2 separate regions of the Zea mays genome follow, and region 1 is linked to region 2. A link is a contact called in public Hi-C data. All regions are on one chromosome and are shown on one strand. The core of a region is the stretch at or near the end of the contact, and the rest is flanking DNA. Distances in the headings are between cores, read along the strand shown.

Region 1 (6,813 bases), core at 3,681-6,180, 180 kb before region 2:
GCACGGGGGCGGCCGACCACACGCGGGGGCGCGCGCGGCAACGGCCAGTGCGCGCTCGGCTGGTCAGACAAGGCATCGAGCACGTGGCAGCATTCGCTCTGGTCATCTTCAAGCGTCGATTGGCCCGTGATCTCTTCGTATCTATCCAAAATCCCTGTATAAGATTTCTTTCTTGTTGTATACCCTTTGTATCTCATGCAGTGCTCGAGTGGGTTTGACCTCGGGTTGGCAAGTTACGAGCAGGTGAAGTTGGGTCTGTCCGACCAGACTTGTCTGGTGGAAAATGGGAGCCAAAACATGTCAAACCAATTGGGTTTGCTTTCAAATTTTTCCAGAGTGTTCTAGGGGTCTTTAGGCGCCATTTTGTTAATTGGTCCCTTTGGTTTTGAGGTTTGGAAAAATGTGAACATGCTTGATCTTTGAAAGAGGGCTGGTTTTGAAAGTGAGAAAAATCTGATTTTTCTTCTATGCCCTTCTCTTTGGTGACCTTTTTGGGGTTTTTCTGAAATCTTTTTGGGTCACTCACTTACTATTTTTTGTAGGGTATTAAGTGTACTACAACTTTTATAATTAGCCCAAGTCATGATAATGTGGTTTACATAGCCTTTTTGCTATACTCCCCTCTAGGGCTCCATTTGCCTAAAGGGATTTGAATTAGGGTTTGAGCCATTCTCTCCTCTTTAGGTGCATGATAAGGCCAAGGCATGACTTCTAAGATGGGTTACACCTACTTAGGATCTTGACCCCAAGTTTGGTGTCTTTTGCTCAAACTAAACCACATGTGATGATAGGTTCACTAGTGTAGTCTTGAGTGAAACCCTAAGTAACACCTGGGGTGTTACAACTAGCACCCCGATAAGACCTACAGGACAGAGGATATGCCCTAAATGCTTCAAGTGCAGTCAGGTTGGGCACTATGCAAATGCTTGTCCGATGGGGAGTTCCAGCATGCCAGCCACAAACAAGCAATAGACTCCTGGCAAGGGATTCAACATTGCCAGGGTAAACCAAGTCAGTGCCGAGGCCACTACTGACGGAGCAAACATCGCTATCGATATGTTTTACATTAACACAATTCTAGCAACCTTATTATTTGATTCTGGAGCTACGCATTTGTTTATTTCTGCTCAATTTGCCACCACCAAAGAATTACCACTTCAAAATATGAAAACACCAATGGTAATAATTACACCTAAAGGGCCTATTGAAGCAAACTATATGACACACATATTAACACTGACAATTATGGGAAGGGAATTCTGGTCTACACCCATAGTATTAGAAGAAAGCAGTATAGATCTGATACTCGGGATGTCCTGGTTAAGGAAAGCAAAGGCATTTATACATTGTGCTAAGGGAACCGTAGAACTCACCAGCTCCAAAGGGTAAAGATTTGAAGTTGAGATTACCATAACCGTCTCTACCAGACCTGCCATATTTCTAGTAGATGGAAAATTTATGGGTAGAAACATCCGAGTTGTTAGAGACTTTCCAGATGTCTTTCCTGAAGACTTACCCGAAATGCCACCAGATAGGGAAGTTGAATTTGCCATTGACCTCTTACATGGTACCGCTCCCATTTCAAAAAGGCCATATAGGATGTCAGTGGAAGAATTAAAAGAGCTTAAGAAACAATTAACAGAGTTGCAAGAAGCAGGGTACATTCGTCCGAGTTCCTCACCTTGGGGAGCACTAGTACTGTTTGTACAGAAAAATGATGATTCACAAATGATGTGTGTGGACTATAGATCACTTAATGATGTCACCATTAAGAACAAGTACCCTTTACCTCGTATTGAAGACTTATTTGATCAGATGAGAGGTGCTAGGGTGTTTTCTAAGATTGACCTCAGGTCGGGCTACCATCAAATGAAGATTAGGCCATCTGATATTCCCAAGATGGCTTTCTCTACCCGATATGGTCTATATGAGTTCAGAGACATGTCGTTTGGCTTAACTAATGCACCTGCCTACTTCATGAATCTGATGAACAAGGTATTCATGGAGTATCTTGATAGATTCGTCGTGGTATTCATCGACGACATACTTATTTACTCCAAGAATGATAGTGATCATGAGGAACATTTGCGGATGGTGCTACAAAAGTTATGGGATAATCAACTCTATGCCAAATTTACCAAGTGTGAGTTCTAGCTTGATGAAATACCATTCCTTGGGCATATCATCTCCAAAGGAGGAATTTCAGTGGATCCGGCTAAAGTAACAGCAATAGTTGGTTGGAAGATACCAAGTTTAGTTTCGGAGGTTCGAAGTTTTCTAGGACTCGTGGGTTATTACCGGTGATTCATTGAAGGATTTTCTAAGATTGCTAAGCCGATGACCTCACTGTTAGAGAAGGGAAAGGAGTTTAAATGGACTTGGGAATGCCAATAGAGTTTCAACCAGTTGAGGTTTAAGTTATTGTCCGCCCCGGTGTTGATTATGCCAAATCTACAGAAGAGTTTTGAAATATATTGTGATGCAAGCTGCCAGGGCTTGGGATGTGTGCTTATGCAAGAAGGACACGTCATCGCCTATGCGTCTCGTTAGTTACGGAAATATGAGTTGAACTACCCCACTCATGACTTAGAACTGGCAGCCGTAGTGCATCCTCTCATGGTTTGGAGGCATTATATTATGGGGACTAAGTGCCAAGTCTACATTGATCACAAGAGCTTAAAATATATCTTCACTCAGAAGGATCTCAACCTTAGGCAACACCGTTGGTTGGAGCTCATCAAGGACTATGACTTGGAAATTCACTATCATCTGGGCAAGGCGAATCTGGTTGCGGATGCCCTGAGTCGGAAGGAGCATGTCCATGCAGCTATCGTCACCCAGTTACTCGATGAGTTAGCAGAAGATTTTGAGAAGCTCAATCTGGGGATAGTTGCTCATACTAAAGGAATTACCATAGAAGTGGAGCCTACCTTAGAGCAAGAAATACGAAAGGGTCAGATCGGTGATGTCCAAATTCAAGAGATCAAGGATCTGATAACTGAAGGTAGAGGCCCAGACTTCACGGAAGATGAGCAGGGCACAATATGGTTCAAGAACCGGATTTGTGTTCCTGAGATCGATAGTATTCATGAAACCATATTGAAGGAAGCACATGATTCAGCTTATTCCATCCATCCGGGTAGTACCAAGATGTACCAGGACTTGAAGCAGAAGTATTGGTGGTATGGACTAAAAAGGGATGTTGCTGCACATGTGGCAGAATGTGATGTTTGCCAGAGGGTAAAAGCCAAGCATCAGAGACCTGCTGGATTACTTCACCCGCTTAAGATACCCGAGTGGAAGTGAGAAGAAATTGGCATGGACTTCATTGTTGGTCTACCCCACACTTCTGCAGGGTATGACTCCATTTGGGTAATTGTGGACAGACTGACAAAAGTGGCTCACTTCATCCCTATGAGAACTAATTACACGGGAGCCAAGCTAGCAAAGTTGTATATGGCTCGGATAGTTTGTCTACATGGAGTGCCTAAGAAGATCGTGTTAGACCGGGGATCATAGTTCACTTCTCGGTTTTGGCAGAAGTTGCACGAGTGCTCGGACACACAGTTGAATTTTAGTTCGGCCTACCATCCTCAAACTGATGGGCAGACCGAGAGGACCAACCAAGTACTATAGGATATGTTAAGATCTTGTGCTCTTAAACATGGTGGCAGTTGTGATAAGAGTCTGCCCTATGCGGAGTTCTCTTATAATAATAGCTACCAGGCCAGTTTGAAGATGTCCCCGTTTAAGGCTTTATATGGCAGAAAATGCAGGACTCCTTTATATTGGGATCAAACTGGTGAAATGCAGTTCTTTGGGCCAAAAATTATACAAGAGGTAGAAGAACAAGTACGCTTGATATGGGAGAACTTGAGAACTACGCAGTCAAGACAGAAAAGCTATGCGGATACCCGGAGAAGACTGCTAGAATTTAAGGAGGGTGATCACGTGTATCTAAAGGTATCACCGATCCGGGGTATGAGGAGGTTTAAAGTTAAAGGGAAGTTGTCCCCTTGCTTTATTGGACCCTTCTTGATCTTAAAGCGAGTGGGAGAAATTGCCTATCAACTAAAACTACCTGACCATCTTGCAGATGTACATGATGTCTTCCATGTATCCCAACTGAAGAAGTGTCTAAGGGTACCCGAAGAGCAACTACCTATGGAGGATCTTAGTGTTCAAGATGATCTGACTTATACGGAGTATCCTATCAAGATTCTTGATACCTTGACTCATGTCACGTGGAATAAAGTGATTAAAATGTGCAAAGTGCAATGGAGTCACCATGGAGAAGATGAAGCTGCTTGGGAAAGAGAAGAAGAGCTACGAGTAGATTTTCCCCACCTCTTTCCTAGTTCTACCTAATCTCGGGGATGAGATTCTTTGTAAGGGGGTAGGATTTGTAATACTCAACTTTGGAAACTAAAGAGAGGAGACATGTTTAAAATAAATAATATCTCAATAAAATGTGCATCATGCCAGAGTTTTGTTGCTTGTGCACATAATAATAATGGCAACACTATTAATAAAAATATAATCATAAGGAAAATTGAATTAAAGCCTAAAAGGAGATTAGCGTTTGAAAATGGAAAAGAAAAGAGAAGAGGAAAAGGAAAAACCCTAGATGAAAATAAAGAAATATATATATATATATATACACACAAATATGTCTTCTCATACTGACATTTTAAATTTAAATAGTTAACCTAAAATCCAAAGTTCAATATCAATTTTGGATTTAAACTTGGGATAAAAAATAAAGAGAAAAGAAAATAGAAAATAGGAAGGAAATTAGAAGCGCGCCTGGGCCTAAACTCCTCCTTTTGGCCCACATCTTCGTTTCCCTGCGCACACTCGGCCCAGAACTCAGCCCACCGCCGCGCTTGCCTCACAAACATTGACTTGTGGGGCCATCTCGTCAGTGGTCCAACCAGGTACTACATCCCGCGCGCGCCGTCGCAGCTAACACTCCATGAGACTGGTCACTGGGACCCATGAATCGCCTCGTCGAGTTCGCTGTCACGTGGGACTGCCGTGTCGGACCGTTCCCTTCGGATTCAGGGTCTGTTCATCCAGAATTGTTTCTGTTGATCAAAACTTATACAAATTAGTGAAGCAATCCGACTAGAAACAGATACGGTAGCCCATTCCGTATCAACCGAACGGACCCTCAGGCACTCGGGCAGGACTGGGTAGCAGCCAGCTCAAATCGGCGGTGATCTCGAGCAAGTAGTTTGCCCAGCCGGCTTACATAAATCTCCGCGCACCACTATCTTCGCCATACCCCGTGCCACCGCCTCGTTGCAACCACCGCGATAACCAGAGACTGGCTGACTGCAGAGGTCCGTACGCCGAGCGCCGCGGGTGGAGCAACTAGGCACCGTCGTTTGCCGACGTGAAGTACCACCCTATGTGCCCGGTGGGCGCGTTGAGTAATTCCTGGGGTACCCTGAACGCGGGCGTCACCGATTGTGGGTGAAGGCGGGACCGTGCGGGTGGAATTTCTCGACGGAGTCGTCTTCACCGCCAAGCCGCTCCTCACGCCGACCAGACCCCTACGTCCTCCTCCACCGGTAAGAGTCGTTCTAGCACCTCGTTATCATGCTAGCCAAGTATTGAATTGATGGGTAGGAAGGATTAGGTCATATGGGATCGAGAATTTCTCGCCGTTGTTAAACGCCGCCGCGGCTCTGTGTTTTGCCGTGGGTTGTGCTGGTTGTGCCACCCCCATGGGTACCTTGGCCGCCACTGTGGTCGTGTAGTCCTGGTGTCGCGAATGGAGGAACGTGTGGTGGGTAGCATGTCGGGGCGTGGGTTGGCTGCGCGCCGGTGATTCGCCGCCGGGTCATGGCGGGGGAATCGCCACCCTGCTCGGCCGGAGGATGAAGACGAGCGGGGATGCGTCCATCTTGTGATCTGCGGCTAGGATCAGATTCCGCGTACCGGTTGGTGTAGGTTAGGTCTATGCCGCTGGATAGAAATTGTGCGGGTGAAACTTGATCTAAGAATTTTTAAATCTGGTGCGTATAATTCATAATTAATTCATTGTAACTCCAAATTAATCTATTCCCGTGGCATTAATTTTGTTTTAATATTGTCTATCACCTAGTACCTATGTTTAGCCATGAAACTTGGATTAAAATTATTCACTTGAATTACTCGATTCTTGGTACTAAATAACTTCAGAAATTCATAACTAGATATCCATAACTCCGAATTTAGTGATTCTTGTTCCTACGATCTCGATACGACGCTTAGAATATTATCATGCATTCTGTACTGCTATTTGGTGTGACGTTATTTGTTATTTTTTGCTATACATGTTTGTTTGTATTGTTGCGAGTAGACGAGCAAGCCACAGAGGATCCAGGGTTCAGTAGGTGGAGACTGCTGAGCAGGAGCTCGTTGAAGGCAAGTTGTGCCCTTGATCACTCTTTTTACCCAATCATGTTCTTATTAATCATAAGGATTGCATAGGTTAATTTTGATGGGACCCAGTAGGTTACCCTAGTTTGGCTATCTTTATACCTTGTTTACCACTGATTTTTTGGGTAGTACCTGTCGGAGAGGAAATCTCCCCGGCCGGGTGGCGGATTGCACCCGCCCTAAATCCTAAAGAGAGGAGGGGCCTAAGCGTTTTGCTTGCTACAGGACTAGTGGATCAACACACGAGAGCACGCGAGGATTTAGAGTGGTTCGGGCCGCCGGAGCGTAATACCCTACTCCACTGTGTGATGTATTGCTTGGGAGCTTGTATGAACTTAAGAGTGTCTGCCTAGAGTTGGGTCCTAGCTTGGATCTGTCTTATAA
Region 2 (6,365 bases), core at 2,857-5,356:
TTTAGAAGCTCCAAAACTGCCTGTTCGTGGGTGCTCCGGACTATCCGGTGTGCCACCGGACAACGCACAATAACGGTCGCCTGCAGATCTGATTGACAGTTTCCTTCTTTTAAAGGGCTAGCCATTGGTGCATCAGACATGTTACTATTCACTATCCTGTGCACCAGACAAGTTACTATTAACTATCATGTGTGCACTGAATATGTTACTATTCACTGTCCTATGAGCCAGCCAACATCACACTAAGTGCTTTTTAATCAATTCTTTCTCCATTTGACTTCAACTTTTGGGTGTATTTCCCTGAGACTTAGACAAACACATTTAGAGTATAATCCAATTGACTTAGTCCCAGAAAGTTACCTCTTCCCCATTCTTCTCCCAATTTTCTATTTCTCCTCAAATAGAGCTCAGAATGGAACTTTCTATACAAAAAGAGTTACAGAGCAAATCAATGTACCAAACATGTTGTAAAAGGTGTATGCAACATAGTTGAACACCCAAACCTTACATACTTAACCTTTTTCATCGTTTTACCAATTTTGGCCTGTTTGAGGTTGATGTTGGACTCTAAACCATCAAGACAACTTGACTTAATCTAGATTGACATATATGAGTTCTAATACCCTACAAAAGTCACATAGAACATATCCACAGGAACTACCCAAACTAAAGGTCAAAGTGAACTTAGCTCTTTTGGGCTGCTTCCAGGTTCTGACTTTGACACTACTCCTCCTTCTAGTGACCTTGTTCACTTCTTAAGATTCATCTTGAGCCTTGTGACTTACACCACATAACCATAGTATTACCTCATTGATTATAAGTCACGTTCATAAGTCATGATCCTCGATGCACCATCTCTCTTCTCAACTCGATCAACCTTGACTTTGCAAGTCTTCTTCTTCACCCCTAGCTTTGGGTTCCTCGGCATATTTGACCTTGTCCCATGCACTCGGTACCTCAAAGCTCTTCTTTCCTCCATCCTTGGCTTGATCAGTTGTCTCCGAGTTACGCACACCGAGTCTCACTTAAGCAATGTCCATCTTACTTGTGACGTCCATGTTATCCATAAACATTCTAGTCTTTGGACCATCACACTTGTTCACTTGTGTTGAACCCTATAAGATTTGCACTAAGCACCTGTTCAACACTTAGCACACCTGTTAGTCCTTTAATTGGGTTATCATCCAAATTACCAAAACCCACAAGAGAGCTTTCTGTTGGTCCCTCTCCTCTGTAAGAGAGGGGTGACCGACCATTTGAAGTAAGAGTGCACCTTGATGATGTGTTGCCCAAGTGGTGTAGCTTCTAGTCTCTACTCACATATGAATGCTAGAGACCACATTCAAGCATGTGAGAGTGATACCTAGTGCATTGCAATGAACAGTTGTACAAGTGGCACTAGTTGGTCGAGTTGCAAGCCAGTGACACTTATTACTCCTAGAGGTTGCCACCTCCTAGACACCTTAGAAGTTGTGGCTCCATGGAATCCCATGTGAAGTTGTGCATGGCTCTGGAGAAGGCTTTGTAAGGGATAACATGCTCACCTTTCAAGAGAAGAGCAACACTAGTAGAGGTAGGTGTGTAGAGCGCCCAATAGTTTGTGTTAGATCAAGCGCTAGAGCCTAGGTGTGAGCACTTCACATGGGAGAATGTGACTTGCTGGTCAACACTATCAAGAGGATCGACGGTAGTCTTAAGCTTGCCTTAATGAAGAGTAGGTGATTAGAAAATCACTGAAGTTCAAGAGAAAGATCATCGTACCAAAAGCCATCCTTCCATTGGTGTACAGACTCCCTAACATTAGCTTGTTTATATTTGAGCTAATGATTAGTATTGTTCTTATGACTAGTTTACTTGTGTAGTAAAATAGTTGCTATCTTATACTTGTAAGTTTGTGTAACTTAATAAATTTATCTAACTTATGTAGTTAAGCTATTTACCTCACTAGTTTTAGCTTATGTAGCCTTGCTAGTTGAGTAATGTTAATGTGCTTAAGCTTTGCATCTTTTATTCACCAGTACATGTAGGAGCTCTCAGATTGATTGAATACTATTTGTATATATTCGTACAAGTTCATCAAAAAGATTTGTTTTGGTGAGCTCTATCTAGATCATCACTTTAGTTGTTTAACTAAGATCTTTATAGGATACCAATAATATATGTTGAGGTATAACCTTAGCTAGATCGATAAGTTTAATTTTGCCGTGTCTAAAATTATAGAAATGCCTATTCATCCCTCTCTTTCTACAGTTTCAAAGTTCATAGATCTAATTGACAAGTTTAGACACCATCAATGCATTTAACTTAAAAATCAACATGACTAGTGCATGGGCGTTCACGGTTGGTTTTCATCCAGACGCCAATGAGGACCACCACTGCAAACATCAATGATATACTAATGAAACATGCCAGATTACTATTGGAAACATGTACAATATCATGAAGAAAGATACATCATTGCAATACCAGCAAACACATGAAATACACAACTAAAACATCTACAAAAACATGAAACTTGTATAACATATAGTTGCAACGATACAATATGTTTATTACTTGGATGTGGTGGTGTGCGATGCCTTACTGGTGCAGCAGTGACAACACACGAAGCTCATCCACGCGGCAACGTGCGCCGCTCATCCACACAACAACACAAAGATCGTTAGTGCAAAGCTCACCGGTGCCACATAGGTCTAGCATGAACAAACAATAGTTCACCCAATGTGGCGTGACACAACGACAGTGGGTCGACGTGCGGTGCGCAGAGCTCAGGGAGAGGGTGTTCGAACACATTGTAAAAATATCTTTAAATAATTCTAAAAAAATTTCTTAACTGGTTTGAATTTTTATTTAGAGATCTATCTGAACAGAAAACCACGTTCTATATCTTTTCACTTAAAACAAAATTTCCCTTTGTTTTCAATAATATAATAAAAATAGAGGATGTCGGCAGAATAGAACAAAGAGCAACAACCAAAATCTAAGCACAGTTTTCACCTTTACATAGCTTTTCATTCATCTTTCTACGCCATGCTCAGCAGAGTATGTATATGATCGTATAAAACACTTTTGATATAACTGCTTTAAGAAGGCTGTTAGCTTGATAAGACTATCTCCAGTAGACTCTCTGTCTTACCTTAGAACATCTTCAACAATAAACTCTAAACTAGAGTCCTAAAATTTGAAATAGAATCGTATTTAGTGTTTAAGGCCTCAAAAGAACTTTTTACTCCAACAGTTAGGCTTTAAATAATGCTATTTATAAAATAAATTATGTTATTAGAAAATAAATGGTTGAAGCTCAAGAGAAAACGAGAATATGACTCCAGTATATAAGGTACTATATTTAGAACCCGAGAGATTGAGCTCTATAATCGTTTGATGGAATTTTATAAAATAGGATCACAGTTAAAAAGTGTGTTTTATGGTTCTTAGCCATATTTAAAATAGTATCCAGTTTAGAGCAACTCCAAGATATTAAATATATAGTTTTATAAAGGTAAATTTAGCTAATATTAGAAGAAAAACGTATCCAATAGACTCTGTAAATGAATCTTCAAATTTAGTGACTCTCTATTTTTGAATAGGCTGCTTCACTCTCCCTTCAATTTATAGGTTTATCGAGTCTCTTGGATTAACCTACAATTTTTCTGTTAAATCGGTTTTAAAGAGTAGCTAAATCAGTAAATTTGACTAAGTTAATCTTTCAGAGTTGCTCTGAGAATCTCTCTTTGAGATGCTTTTATATTTTAAACTTTACTCTATAAATAATATGGTCCACATTATAACTAATTTTTTTTGCATGCAATTGACAGGCCGGTCGCGGTTAGTGGTCGCCGGTGGCTTCGGACCTTCGGTAGGCGTTGGGCGCCGGCCGATGCACCCGCACCGCATCCGTAGGATACGAGCGGCGACCCGGACCGGACGGACGCGAAAATCAGCTGCCGTGGAGGTGCGGGCAACTCCAACGACGCGATCCGGCCCGCCCGCGACGCTGACACGACCGCGGGACCCACCCAATACGACGCCACTACCCCGCTTTTCTCGCACCTATTTACCGCCCCTGCCACTGTCTCCTTTCCCTCTGACTAGTCACCTGTTGGCAGGGTCCGGTTCACGCCGCGGCGGCTCGACTGGACTCCCCTCGTCATGGCCGGCGTCAGCGGCCGCGGGGCCGCGGAGAGGGTGGCCGCCGCCGTGGAGGCGGTGGGATCCGGTGGCTGGGAGTTCCGAAACGCGTACAGGCGCCAGCTGCTCGCGCTGTCGCGGCGGATCCGGCTCCTTGGCCCCTTTGTCGAGGAGCTCCGGGAGGTACCCTGTGTACCCGCGGTGGAACCGGAGCGGGCGCTGGCGGTGCTCGCCGACGCGCTGGAGGAGGCGCTCGACCTGCTCCAGCTCGGCCGCGACGGGAGCAGGATATTCCTGGTACGCGCTTACTTGTTGCTCTCGCCTTCTCTAGTTCCTCATCTATGCTGGATTCCAGATGCTTGGCTGCCTGTGCGACCTTTTAGTATTATTTTTAAGATAAAAAACTGCGCTCTTAAGCTTCACTCACTTTGTATCAAGTGTGCAGATATTTGAATGAAAATCCTGATTTTAAGCTTCCTGTCCTTCCTATTCCATGCTACCGTAGCAGCTATCGTTATTTTACCTGGCGTATACTTTGCTATGGATCCTATTTCAATGAAAAAAATATATCGTTGAGGTTTTAGCTTTAGGTGCGTTCCATTTCAGTATCCAAGATATTCCCCCTTAATCCCTTAATCCCCTCCAATCCCCTCCAATCCCTGATCCTTGGTCACCAAATCAGCCCTTAAGCTTATATGCCAGAGGCCGACTCTGCCCTGTGGACCCACGCACACGTACGAAATACCAACACAAAAAAAAACGTATATGCCACCTTGCTCGAGCCCCGTCCGCTGGATCCGTCCCTGCTTGTACACTTGTTGACACAGTACTGGCTGTGACATATGATCATTCCTTGCTTTTGCGGCCTAGTTTGCTAGGCTTAGCAGACATTTTTTTATTTTATCAGCTTGGTCTTATGGTCAAAGTTTTGATCTTTTGTTGGTGAGCAATTTGTATTGTTTGGCTTTGGTTAGTTCATTAAGAATTTGGGATTAAGTGACAAACTTATCGTCAAGGTTATTAAAGCGATAAAATGTTGAGGCGCTCATGAGAACTTTTTGACTTTAAAACGTTTAAGCGAGCTTTAAAACGTCTTTTTAAACAACATGGACAAAATTGAATATAACTTAATTTCATGTAACAATATAACATGTCCACAACCACACTACCACAAATCCACAATTACATAAGTTCAAGTGCTCAACTAATAGCAACTAGCAAAGCGACAACCACAAATAAAGTGGAATGAAATGTGCAGTAGTCCACAATCACAAACATAGCACAAAAGCAACTAAAGTGGAATGTAATGTCCACAACCACAGACGCATTAGCATCACTACTGTTTGCCGTTTTTAGTCCGCAAATAACCAAAACCAGAGGAGAATGTGAGCAGGGAAGGGGAGGAGGATGAGAGCAGGGATAGGGACAGCTAACAGAGGCAGAGCAGGGAGGCGACTGAGCTAGGACCGGCGAGCTGACCGAGCGAGAGCAGAGAGTGCAACACAGGGAGGCAGCGGCGGCGCCGAGCTTGAGCAGGGAGCGAGCGCGGCCGCAACGCAGGGAGGCAGCGGCGGCGCCGAGCGCGAGCAGGGACCAAGGAGCAACGAGCACGGCCGCGGGGGAGAGGGAGCGTGGCACGAGTAGGGAGCAACGCAGGGAGGAGGCGAGGGAGGCGGCAAGCTCAGGTAAGGTTCTTACCGGCTGACGGCAAAGCCCAGTGATGCCGAACGAACGCGCAGCACGAGTCCGTCACGGCTGCCCCCTTTTTTAGGTTAGGAGAACTGTGATGGGCTGGAAATCTGAAAAAGCGACAAAACGTGGCCTTTTTACGGCCCAGAGCGTTTTAACGCTAAAAACTGGCGCTTTAATAACCATGCTTATCGTCCTGAAATGTTTGACCTTTTTGCTATCTCGAGGTGAACATATCAAAGAATTCTAGGGGAGGTCTTGCTTTCTTGTTTCTGTGGCGTACACGCGTAAAGCGTGAACTGATTCCTCCTGTGGTTTGGGTCAAATTTGGTGGTAGTTGGCTTGCTGAAATCTAGAAACGTTACCTTAAATCATTCATTGCATGATTCATCTATCATTACTAATTTCTTTCACCAATGAATGTAGTTACCCAAGTGGAAAACATGGGCTCACTCTTGTTAAATTAGGAAATCTGGGACTGGTTGCTGGTCATTTTTTTAGAGTATATTAGGCAACTCCTGATATGGTTGGTTTAGGATTGATTTGAT

What was found. Hi-C and Micro-C count contacts between places; a contact is called where the count stands out from the background.
Region 1: a contact with region 2 is called in a Hi-C map of endosperm, with 4 times the contacts expected there. The contact joins the enhancer-like site here to the promoter of LOC100304296 in region 2. A contact is called at or near these places in 6 of 25 Hi-C or Micro-C datasets (bundle sheath, ear, endosperm and 2 more).

Annotation. Positions count from the first base shown.
Region 1 is chr1:158,401,123-158,407,935 of Zm-B73-REFERENCE-NAM-5.0, reverse strand. No RefSeq gene overlaps it. Among protein-coding and RNA genes, the nearest start is that of LOC103639982, 85 kb to the left of the region's middle. Within about 2 kb of position 4,930, at least 7 of the 20 cell types and tissues checked have an H3K27ac peak or open chromatin away from gene starts, as enhancers often do. A contact at or near this core is called in endosperm and leaf, where this site is marked.
Region 2 is chr1:158,216,084-158,222,448 of Zm-B73-REFERENCE-NAM-5.0, reverse strand. LOC100304296 reads left to right here and starts at 4,106. Exons shown (of 4, transcript NM_001361280.1): 1 at 4,106-4,425. The coding sequence starts at 4,150.